2 separate regions of the Mus musculus genome follow, and region 2 is linked to region 1. A link is a contact called in public Hi-C data. All regions are on one chromosome and are shown on one strand. The core of a region is the stretch at or near the end of the contact, and the rest is flanking DNA. Distances in the headings are between cores, read along the strand shown.

Region 1 (5,733 bases), core at 865-3,364:
ACCCTACATTCCTATGTCACCTGGCATAGAGCATTGTGTGTTTGAGTGGCCTCGTGTCCATACTGGAAGGATGGCTCCACTCAGTACGACTCTGAGTGGCTTCAGGGCTTTTGGCTGCACTCAAATCTGGGGGCTAAGCCAAGACTACAAAGGAAAAGTTTTATCCTCTTTATGTAGTAGTGGCTTTGAGGGTTTCCAGTGTAGAGATATGCAAGCCCCCAAGAGGCCAACTTTGGGCTAGGAGCAGTTTTCCCCACATATCAGGAATACCAGGCTGCATGACCTGCAGAAGGCTCCTTCTGGGTTCAGTTTGATTCATCAAAGAGGCAGAAAGAGCCTCAGAAGTTAGTTGTTCTTGAAATGGGTATTTTGGTATTTTGTGCTTATTTGCATATCCCATTGTCTTCAAAGTTACTTTTTCATCAATGTCAATTTAAAAAAGAAAAAGCCCAAATAATCAAATTCAGGAAATTTGAATGCAAATACACTACTTGGAAAATCAGCCCTTTCAATGCTTCTCAATACGTTGTAACTTAAAAATTACTCATCCAGGTAACCAGAAGTTAAACTGCTTGGGTTTTGGTATCATTGCCATCAATCAGCAACTGAGACTCCACACGTTACTTAATTTCCATAAAATAGTAATCAGGCATGGGGTTACTTAGAGAGTGAAGGCGCTTGCTGCCAAGTCTGGTGACCTAGGTCCAACTTCCAAAACCTACATGGAAGGAGGGATCCTATTCCTGCAAGCTGTCCTCTGGTTTACGAATGCACTGTGGTACATACACTTCCAAAGTATTCAAATATTCTCTCTCTAAATAAATAAATGTGATAAAAATTGTCATAAGTGTTTTTCCTTTTGCTGTTAGCACTGAGCAGCTGCTGTGTGCCTGACACTGTTCATAACTTTTCTTTTTTGCTTTGTTTTGTTTTAAGACTATCTCCCTCTGTAGCTCTGGCTGTCCTGGTGGCCTGGAACTCGCTATGTAAAACCAGGCTGCCTCTAACTCACAGAAATCCATCAGCTTCTGCCTCTTTTTTTTTTTAAAGACTTATTTATTATATGTAAGTTCACTGTAGCTGTCTTCAGACACACCAGACGAGGGTGTCAGATCTCATTACAGATGGTTGTGAGCCACCATGTAGTTGCTAGGATTTGAACTTGGGACCTTCGGAAGAGCAGTCAGTGCTCTTAACCGCTGAGCCATCTCTCCAGCCCAGCTACTGGCTCTTGAGTGCTTGGATTAAAGGCACATGCCACCACTCACAGCTTGGTTTTTTGTGTTTTGTTTGTTTGTTTGTTTGTTTTATTTGTTTGTTTTGTTTTTTTAATGTGTCTTTGAGACAAAGTCTTACGTAACCCAGCTGGCCTCGAACCTTATATGTTTGAGGATGACCTTGAACTCCTGATCTTCCCACTTCTATCTCCCAAGTGTTGGGATTACAGATTTGTGTCACCATAACTGACTCATTTCATGTGCTTTCATTTATATACTCCTCAACCCAAGTATGAGAGTGAGATCGCCTCAACCCCCTTTAACAGTCAAGCACAGCTGAGAAATGAGCCTGTATTTAAGACACATGCCTAAAGCTGCCCCTCAAACACGCTGTTAATGCATTTAGCAAAAAATCTGACACTTCGTAACTGCTTACTAAAGATTCGTATAGGCACTAGAATGTCAGTTGTTTTTTTTTTTGTTTTTTGTTTTTTTTAAATCAAACACATCACGTATCTTGAGGTATTTCTTTTCTTTTTAAGATTTATCCATTTATTTAATGTATGTAAATACACTGTAGCTATCTTCAGACACACCAGAAGAGGGCATCAGATTTCGTTACGGGTGGTTGTGCGCCACCATGTGGTTGCTGGGATTTGAACTCGGGACCTCCGGAAGAGCAGTCGGCGCTCTTAACCGCTGAGCCATCTCTCCAGCTCCCAGCTGTTTGTTTTTAAAACTCTGACACAACACAACTTAATCCTATAAAGAACCACAGCCTACAGATGCAGGCGGAACCAGTGTGGTGTGGGTCAGCGCGCGGGCGCAGCCTGGGAGGGGCGAAGCCAGAGAGGGCGGGGCCTGGAAGGGCCACGCCCTCGGTACCTGCGACAGGTGGAGCGCGCGGCCTCCGGCTCTCGGCCATGTCCGCGGATGTCTCCGGGACGGAGTCCGGGTCCGAGTCCGGGCCGGAGCCGGAGCCGGGACCGGAGCCCGGACCGGAGTCCCGACCGGAGTCCCGGCCGAAGCCGGGACCGGGACCGGAGCCCAGACCCGAGTCCGGGCCGGAGCCGGGGCCGCGATCCGGACTGAGGAGGGGACCGAAGCAGGGGTCCGAGCGGAGCCAGTTGTGCCCCGAGCACTTCGAGCCTCTGAGCTGGTTCTGCCTCTCGGAGCGACGGCCGGTATGCGCCACCTGCGCCGGGTTTGGCGGCCGCTGTCACCGGCACCGCATCCGTCGAGCGGAGGAGCACGCGGAGGAGCTGAGAGTAAGCGGGCGTGGGGCCGGGAACTTTCTTGGGGCGGGGGAACTGGCAGGGACCAGGGACCGGGGTGGGTGGGTGGGGGATAGTGGCTTTTCTGTGGCTTCCCTTGCAGAAGGAGGTGGTTAAAGGTGTGACCTCTGGAGTAAACTGGATCGGAGTTTGAATCCTGCCCCCTCCCTGTGAGTCACTGATCCAAGCTTGGTGTCTCTCACCAGTAGTTTCTAGGCATTCATAACACCACGTGATTGTTATAGCTGACCTCGTAAAAACTTAGTCCCCCCCTAACCTCTTGACTTAGAGTCACCCTCTCCCCCCTTTCAGGTTTCCTGGTGAGGGATCCAGTTCCCTTCCAACCTGGCCAGACTGTAATTGAAGTGATGGATAGGGTGGAAGAATAGCAGGGCACTCTATCTCCTAAGGTCTCCTCATCTCTTGGTTCAGTGTGGCTCTAGGCTGGTCATTTTCCAGTTACACCCTGATCCTTTTCCCTGAGCTGCTGAGATTGGAGGCCAAGTCACCTTGGTGCAGCCGTCGTCTTCCTTTCATTTTAGCTGAGGCCCCTGGGGAACTCCTTGCAATTTGATTAAATGGCTTAATTCTCCCAACCCCACCCTGGCACCGAGCCCTGCTGTGCACTGAGAGCTGTCGCTGGGGACATCACCTACTCAAACCAGATTGTAATAAACACACCTCCCTGGAAACTGGGGCCGGTGGAGTTCAGTTACTCAGGGATGGTGAAAATAGACTTGAGAAAAGTTGATATAAATCAGCTTGCATCATGGGTAAGGCTTTTACAAATTCCTAAGGACTTAGATACTTATCATCGAGTTCCATCCAGGCTGAAGCGTGGGTTCTAACTAAGGTTTTTCAGACGAGGAAAAGGGCCCACAGGAGGATGGTAACTCTTAATAGTCAGGGTTTAAGAGGGGGAGATTCATTGACCGGGCAAGAGGAAACCACTTTTTGATCTCAGTGGTTATGAAGAGGAAGTGACCTCATGGAAAACCTTGAAAGTAGCCTTCATGCCTGTATGAGTGGTGAGAGGGGTGAAGGCCAGGGCAGGAGAGCAAGCTTGGTACTCTGCCCCGGGTGCCTTCCCTGAGCTACCCTAACACCTTACACCCAGCCTTGGTGTAAGGGAAGTGAGTCTTGCCATCTTTCTTTTTACTTTAGAGTTTTGGGTTGTTTTGTTTTGTTTTGTTTTTGATGCTGTGTTTAACCAGAGCCTCATGTATTTTAGATCACTGAGCTGCATGTCCAGCCCTAGAGTTTACAATGCTTCCAGCATCCTCCTCCTATCCCTCCATCCTGTAGAGAGATTGTCTCTGGAGCATAATCATTACTGACCTGGACAAAATAGGACTAGTTCAACTGCTCTTAGCTTCTGGATTCATGCCTTGAAGCTAGTTAGAAGCCAGGCTCAAGGTAGGATCCAGCCTAGGTACCCATTAGTGATGAATGGATAAGGAAAATGTAAACATATGCACGTGTATACATGCACTAGAGTATTAATCCATACTACAGAATAAGAGTGTGTGATTGGACTTGGGAGGCAGAGGCAGGAGGATTTCTGAGTTTGAGGCCAGCCTGGGGTCTACAGAGTGATAATGGGAGGCCTGAAGGTTGACAAAGGAAGCCCAATTTTGGGTTTAGACAGGATTCCTCTGAGGTGGTGACCATCTGGATAAAATAACAGAAGTGGAAGTAGTCAATGGTGAAGTGAGGAGAAGAGAGAGGAGGAAGGGAATTGGGGACAAACCCATCAAGACCCAAGTATCTTTGAAATAGGTGTTCTCTGTGTAGCCTTGGCTATCCCAGAACTCACTCTGTAGACCAGGATGGCCTCGAACTCACAGAGATCTGTCTGGCTCTGCCTCTTAAATGCTGGGATTAAAGGTGTATGCCACCAGCACCTAGTTAAAACTCAAGTGTCTTGATGGCTCTGAATGAGTTACTGGAATGGGGAGTCCAGCATTAGTGATCTAGAAGGAAAAGACATGATAGGAATATGTGGGATCCTGGACATAAAGTTTTGCGGGTAGTATTGGTTTTGATAATGATGATATCTGGGTTTGGACCGTAGGAGTGTGTGATTAAGGACAGGGTAAAAAAGGAAAAGCCACTCAGTGATCGAGCGGCCCATTTGCATGAATAAAGATGCTGTGCTGTCATCTGTGTTGCAGAACAAGATTGTGGACCAGTGTGAGAGGCTGCAGTTACAGAGTGCTGGCATCTCCAAGTATATGGCCGAGGTCCTGCAGGGGAAGAACCAGAAAGCAGTGGTAATTCTTCCCCTCTTCTCCACAAAGTGCCTCCTCCTAGGATAAGAGCCTCGCCCAGGTCTAGGACAGCCTAAGATCCCTTTCCTAACTTATAGCCCCATTGTGGCACTGGTGGAGGTGGGTGACTCTCCTACTACACAGGCTACAGACTAGAAAGCAGTATTCTCGGGAGCTTCAGATTAGAACGTAAAAAAGATTAGTACCTTTCTTTACACAAAAAGTTTAGATTTATTTGTTTTATGTGTATGATTGATTTGCTTGTATGTATGTGGGCCATGTATATACCTGGCACCCTCAGAAACCAGAAGGGGGCATTGCATCACTTAGAACTGGAGTTATAGATTGCTGTGAGCCACTGTGTGGGTACTGGGAAACAAACCCAGATCTTCTGCAAGATCAACAAGTGCTCTTAACCACCAAGCCATCCCTCCAGCCCCATACTTAAATCTTTCAATATGGAATTTTTTTGTGTGCATCCCTAGGATTATGAAATTCCCTAGGGACTTCTACATGGGTTCTTTCTTTCTTTCTTTCTTTTTTTAAGATTTATTTATTTTATATTTGCTAGTACACTGTCACCGGAAGAGGGAGTCAGATCCCATTACAGGTGGTTGTGAGCCACTATGTGATTACTGGGAATTGAACTCAGGACCTCTGGAAGAGCAGTCAGCGCTCTTAACCACCAAGCCATCTCTCCAGCCCCTACATGGATTCTTCTTCTTCTTTTTAACCAGTCTGAAGTTTGAACCCAGGATCATGTATATGCCAGGAAAATGCTCTATCATTGAGCTACATCTTCAGTTCTTTTGCGATATTCTTTTGTTTTGTTTATTGAAACAAGTGTTTCATGTACCTAGACTGGGCTCAAATTTGCTATATAGCCAGGAACTACTGGTCTCCTGCTTCCATTTCCAGAGCACTGAGATTACATGCAGGTGCCTCTATGCCTTTGAAGTGTTCTTACAACAA
Region 2 (5,769 bases), core at 38-2,537, 910 kb after region 1:
TAACACATATATGATAATCATTAACGTTTTAATGAAATATTTCCAATAATAACTACATTGATAATGATAAACAGTAAATAGTAGATGGCTGTCTGAATGAAGGAAGGAGATGTTACGTGCACAAACAGAGCCTTCTAGTTGTGCTCTGACCTTGAAGATGGTGTGGGAAGTGTGTAGGGAGGGGGGCAGCTGATGGGGGGGGGGGATACACTGGAGCTCAGCAGGAGGGAATCCTGGTTCCAAGCAGGGGTGTGAACACAGATGGGGAGCCAGGGTCTGCTTTTGTATCCAGGGGCTCCCTGGCTGCAGGCACATCTGCCATCGTGTGCCACCAATGGCAGCTTTCACACCGTAGCAGCCAAGCTGGGCCGGCCCTGACAGAGGTTGTGGAAACCACAGCTGAAAATACTCAGTCTGGCTTGCTTGGCTTAATGTGTGCTCCAAAGTCAGAGGCCAGGCACCGACTCAGGCTCCGTCATGATACACCTCAGTTCTGGAGTGGATGGCACAGTTGGCATCACCGTGCATGAAGTCAGTGTAAGTAAATGGTAGCTCTCACCTGGCACTGTGAACTGTGATCGTCTGGAAGAGACTGTCCCCAATAGCTTTGGAATTTGAATACTTGGTCCCAGCTGGTGGCATTTTGGTGGGGGGGGGGGGGGTAGGACTAGGCGATGTGGCCTTGCTGAAGGAAGTGTATCACTGGGGTGAGCGAGCGCTGAGGCTTCGAGTGCCACACGCAAGTCTCAGTTTGCTCCCTCTGCTTTCTGCTTGTAGTTTATGCTGTGAGCGCTCAGCTTGCTGTTCAGACTGCCAACTGTGCTTCTCCACCGTGATGGTGATGGACCCTTGAGCCATAAACCCACCTAACTCCCTCCTTCTGTATGTTGGCTGGTCATGGTATCTTATCATAGCAATAAGAGAGTAACTAATACAGTCACCAGCATCTCCACCATCACCATCCTCCCTGTCGTCAGCGCAACACCAATAGTACCATCACCACATCACTCCCATCAGCACCATCATAGTCTTCACCATTACCGTAACCTTAACCATCATCCCTGTATCTTCAACATCCTCCCTATCCTTATGTGAATATGGCCACCGTGAAAGTGGACCAGTAAAAAAGATACACTCCTATGATGCCTTACTACCCATTTAAGAGCTCAGGTGGGCTATCCTGACTGCTCTCTGCCACCCCATGATCGGGACTAAGCAGCTGAAGATAGGCCTGACTTAGGAGTTCCACAGCCTTCAGACAGGAAGCCCCTTTGCATAAGCTGTTCTTTGAAGCCTGGCTGTCTCAAGTGTAATTTGGTGACACTGCCTCCCCCTGCCTGAGCCTCCCTAGCTGAGAACAAAGCTGGATTTTCATAATCCTCTGGGCCATCTGCTCAGCTTCGCCTGTGGGGGCCTGCCTATCAACACCCTTTTCTTCCTGAGGTGACCCAAATCCCAGGGGTGGCCCTGCCCTCTTGTGTTCCCCGCCCACTGTGCCAAGGCCCCACCTGAGGAGCAGCAGGAACCTGGCAGCTTCCAGATACAGAGGATGGAAACGAGGGAGACAGAGCCCCAGGACTGTGAGGCCCTGGCCATCCAGAGGAAGTAGGGAGTAGGGAGGGCACTTAGCAACTGCTGAGCCGTAGGGCCTGTGCCTGCCATGACCTGCCATTCTGGACAGACAGTGACACTGCCATGCAGTGACACTCAGAAGCCCTAGGGACTCTGTGCAGGGTGGACCAGCGAGTTTGGGAAACATGGGGTTAAACCTATGAGTATTCTGGGCACAGATGGGGTCTCAAGCCTTTAAAATGGTAATGAGCTCTATGAATGGGGCAAAAGGGGTGGGAAGAAAACACAGCCGCCCTCGCCCCCCCCCCCCCATATACACTGAACCCCATCAGGAGCTTCTGCTCCAGAGTGGCAGCAGAACACACTTCACGAAAGGTGCTGACATCATCCCCAATTCCTTTAAGGGTGGCTTCTGTCTCCTCACCGGTTTCACATCCCCCTAAAGCCGAGACAGGAGCTGGGAGGAAGTCGCAATAGGACAGCGAGTGGTGACATCACCACAGATTCTAGAGTCAGCACACAGAGTAAAGCCCACCCATGACTCCTAATTAGTCCTGGTCCCCTAGCCCATGCTCCCCAGACTGTGTGGTTCCTAGACGCTCCTAGATCTAAGCTCGGCCTTCCCTGGCAGTTTTTCTGGCTGCAGATTCGGTGAGCGTTGCTGGCTTGGCTTTGTCAGAGTAAGTGAGCCATGGGCCCTGCAGCCAGTGTTCAGGGTCAAAACCTAGCTCGGGCACCTCTACCTTGTGTGACCCTGCTAGGTTTTATGTGACAGAGAGGTTATCTCTGTGCCCAGTTGTAAATGACTTAGGATAGCAGTTAACAGAATCACCAGTGGATATTCTCCTATCACCATGGCCTGCCTGTCTGTAGGCTTGTCCCACACACCATGCTGGACCAGATCTAGGGATCCCAGACCTGAGGAAACTATACCATCTGCAAAGAACAGACAGATCCACGGGGACGTGCCACCTTTGTGTCTCACACTTGCTCTAGGACACTCACAGCTTAGCCTTTTGTCTGCAAGTGGAGGGGACACCCTTAGTCTGGGACTGGATTCTGGTTCAGCTGATGTTGGTCTCAGTTCCATCGGACTGTGGTTCCCAGTTCCCCACCACAGAGGGTGTATTCCAGCCTGGTTCCCTCTTGGGTGGGCCCAGCCCTGCCCCCTACATTGTTCTGGGCTCTGGCCAGAGCCTCAGCAGGTGCTAGAGAAGTCATGTTCAAAGATCCCTGTGAGAGACAGGAAGCCGATGGGATCCAGAACCTCTCATTCAGGTTTCTCCTAATTCAGGTCCGTTCAGGTGGACTTTGTGGAGAACATCTTCTGGTAGAGAACATGGAACTCAGAAATTGAAGCATCTGTGGGCCCTGATCCCCTGTTCTCCCCTGCAAGTTGGGACCCTGAGCTGTGCCCCAGTTACTCCCAAAATGGCAATGAGGCTGGGGTGGAGGGAATTATGGGCCATTTTCAGTGCAATCACTCGAACAGAACTCACTCTTTTCTTGGGCCAAAGAGTTATCATTTCAGAGAGCAGCAGAGGGAGGCTGAACCATCCAGCATCTCCTACAGTTTATCCTGGGAGCCCTCTCTGCAGCTCTCCCCAGGCCTGTCCTCAGACTCCCTCTCAATGCTCGGAGCTCTGGGTCACCTAAAGACATCAGTGGGAGTTATTGTCTTCCAAAAGGTCTGCTCACAGCCCCACAGATGTAACCCAATAGATGTGTCTAGAAGACCATGTGGGAAGGGTCCTGCCTGCACCTGGCAGGGCCACAGGCATGGAGACAGGCAGGCCCTTTTCAACTTCTTGCTAGGATAGACTACACCCGTGTTCCCCAAAAGTGGCTGAAGGCATGAGGTCAGCACATGACCGGGGGACCTCGGAGTGGGAAGCACTCTGCAGAAAGGTGGGGTGTCCTCTTTCTAGGGGGACAACCAGAGCTGGGGGAAGGGAGGTACATCTTTATTCAGCAGCTGTCCTGCCTCCTCTCTGCAGCCTGTTTGAGCAAACAAGGGTCTGAGGAAAGCAGGAAGTGCCAGGGGCTGATTGGCTCACTTCCTGCCTCGCCCCATTCAGGGTTCTCAGCCTCCTCTGGAGACAGGTCTTGGTGGAGGGCTATGCTACCCAGTTCTGAGTGGATGAGCTGATCCCTTCGGTGCCACACGGGGCTGTCCTACACGGGGTGCTCAGTTCCAGTTGGATAAGAGGAGGAGGTTTTGAGGGAGACACTGGAGAAAGGTGAAAGTAAGACACTGGAAAAAGGGGACACCAAAGAAAGATTGAGCAGAAAGTCTGCGCTACAGCCTGAAAGTCACCCAGCTGGCTAGAATGAGATCAGGAGTCAACCTCGGTAGTCATACCCCCAGCCCCCAGGCACAGAAAAGGAGACAACATCTGGTGACATTCTTTAGTACCCCAGGCTCCATCACTCAAAGACATCAAACAGTGAGAGAGATAGCCCAAGGTCAGAGAGAGGCCTGGTGGTGATTCAAGGACTACGGATTCTCCAGTACACAGCCTCAGGATCCCAGAGCCGGTGATCTTTCTCTAAGACTCTGGGGTCGGCCATCTCTCTAAGAATCGCCACCCCCTCCCTGAAGCCCCCTCCCCAGCTCTTGGCTCCATCCACACAGCTCAGTCTGCTCCAGGCAATCATTACCTTGGCCCCAAGGCGAAGTTGGTCGATAGTGTTCTCAGCCTCCGCATACTTGGTGAGGAGCTTGTGATAGTCCTCCTATAGAGAAAAGATGCAGTCACTCCTGGCCACATATGCGTGAGGATCTGTGTTCGATTCCCGAAACCCAGGTGGAATTGCCAGGTGTGGTGGCACACGTTTGGGGGGGGGGGCAGAGCCAGGTAAATCTCTGGAATTCTGGGCAGCCAGCCTAGCAGAACTGGTGTGTACCAGGTCAGAGGGAAATCTTGTGTCCAAAAACACAAGTAAGGTGGAGAACTTAGGTAGACACTCAAAGCTGACTGCTGGGCTTCATAGCATCCACACGTGCATCCACACATACATGAGCACATGGATTCACATATGCATAAACACAGAGAAAGGATGGAAAACTAATTAAAAGTTATAGCTCTTCTATACTCTGGATCACTGGCCTTACACAAAGCCCAGAGTTTTGTTAAAGCAACTCACAGTGGGGAAAAAACAAAACAGATGCCATAGGTTGTCTACGATGCAAGGAACTGACACCTGAAAATGAGCCGCTGTTGTAAAAGGTGGGGTGGTGGGCCTGGGGGTAAAGTGCCCACTGTGCAAGCGTGAGCAACTGAGCTTGGATCTCCAGTACCTGTACTAAAAAGTCAAGCACGAGGCTAGGCATGACGGTGCATGCCTGTAATCCCAGCACTTGGGAGGCAGGGGTGTGAGGATCTCTGTGGGTTCCAGGAGAGCCTGGTCTATATAGTGAGTTCCAGGAGAGCCAGAGCTATGCAAAAAGACCAGATCTTGTTCCCCCCAAAACCAAAAACAGACAAAGCCAGGCATGACGATGCATGCCTGTAACCCTAGGAGAATCCACAGGCTCCATGGTCAGCCAACCTGAGTGAGGAGTTCCACCCTCAGTTACCCTGGCACAACAGAATGGGGTGGAGAGAGATATAAGACTGCCCCTGGCGTCATAGGAGGGGTAGGGCTGGAGAGATGGCTCAGTGGTTAAGCACACTTGATGTTCTTGCAGAGGGGTCCAGGTTAGGTTCCCAACACTCATAAATTGTTCAGGGCCATCTGTAGCCCCAGTGTCATGGGATCTGATGACTGCTTCTGACCGTCTCAGGTACTATGCACGCACCCAGTGCATATACATACATGCAGGCAAAATATTCATATACATAGAATAAAATAAATAAATCTAAAAAGAAAGAATAGAAGGAAGGAAGGAAGGAAGGAAGGGAGTCACATGACTGTTTCATTTTTCCCATATTGACAAGATCTTGGTAACCTCGAGGTGTTATTTCTTTAGGAGATTTATAGCAATGCATATAAAAGGAGGCAATGTCACAATGATACGATTTCACGTCAAGGGAAGGCCTCAGGACAAGGCAAGGACTGTAGGGGACTTCACAGGTCAGGAGAAGCTGCAAGTGGCCACACCTGAAGGAAGCTCACAGCACCCTTCCCAGCAGCTGATGGTCTAGTAGGGAGAATCGCACATAGGAGCTTACAACCCCAAGCCCCAAACTCTGA

Evidence for each region. A called contact is a pair of places that touch in the nucleus more often than the background predicts.
Region 2: a contact with region 1 is called in a Hi-C map of CD8 T cells, with 6 times the contacts expected there. The contact joins the enhancer-like site here to the promoter of Bspry in region 1. A contact is called at or near these places in 1 of 39 promoter capture datasets (pre-B cells), 2 of 484 Hi-C or Micro-C datasets (CD4 T cells and CD8 T cells) and 1 of 115 datasets of contacts at active chromatin or transcription factors (microglia).

What each region holds. Positions count from the first base shown.
Region 1 is chr4:62,477,953-62,483,685 of GRCm38.p6, forward strand. It overlaps Bspry (B-box and SPRY domain containing), which reads left to right and starts at 2,115. Exons shown (of 7, transcript NM_138653.1): 1 at 2,115-2,485; 2 at 4,666-4,764. The coding sequence starts at 2,141.
Region 2 is chr4:63,387,899-63,393,667 of GRCm38.p6, forward strand. It overlaps Akna (AT-hook transcription factor), which reads right to left. Exons shown (of 22, transcript NM_001045514.3): 4 at 4,234-4,308. It overlaps Aknaos (a long non-coding RNA gene), which reads left to right. Exons shown (of 4, transcript XR_003955426.1): 3 at 293-537; 4 at 778-5,769. Among named protein-coding and RNA genes, the nearest start is that of Gm52742, 4.5 kb to the right of the region's middle. Within about 2 kb of position 1,288, at least 122 of the 459 cell types and tissues checked have an H3K27ac peak or open chromatin away from gene starts, as enhancers often do. A contact at or near this core is called in CD8 T cells and microglia, where this site is marked.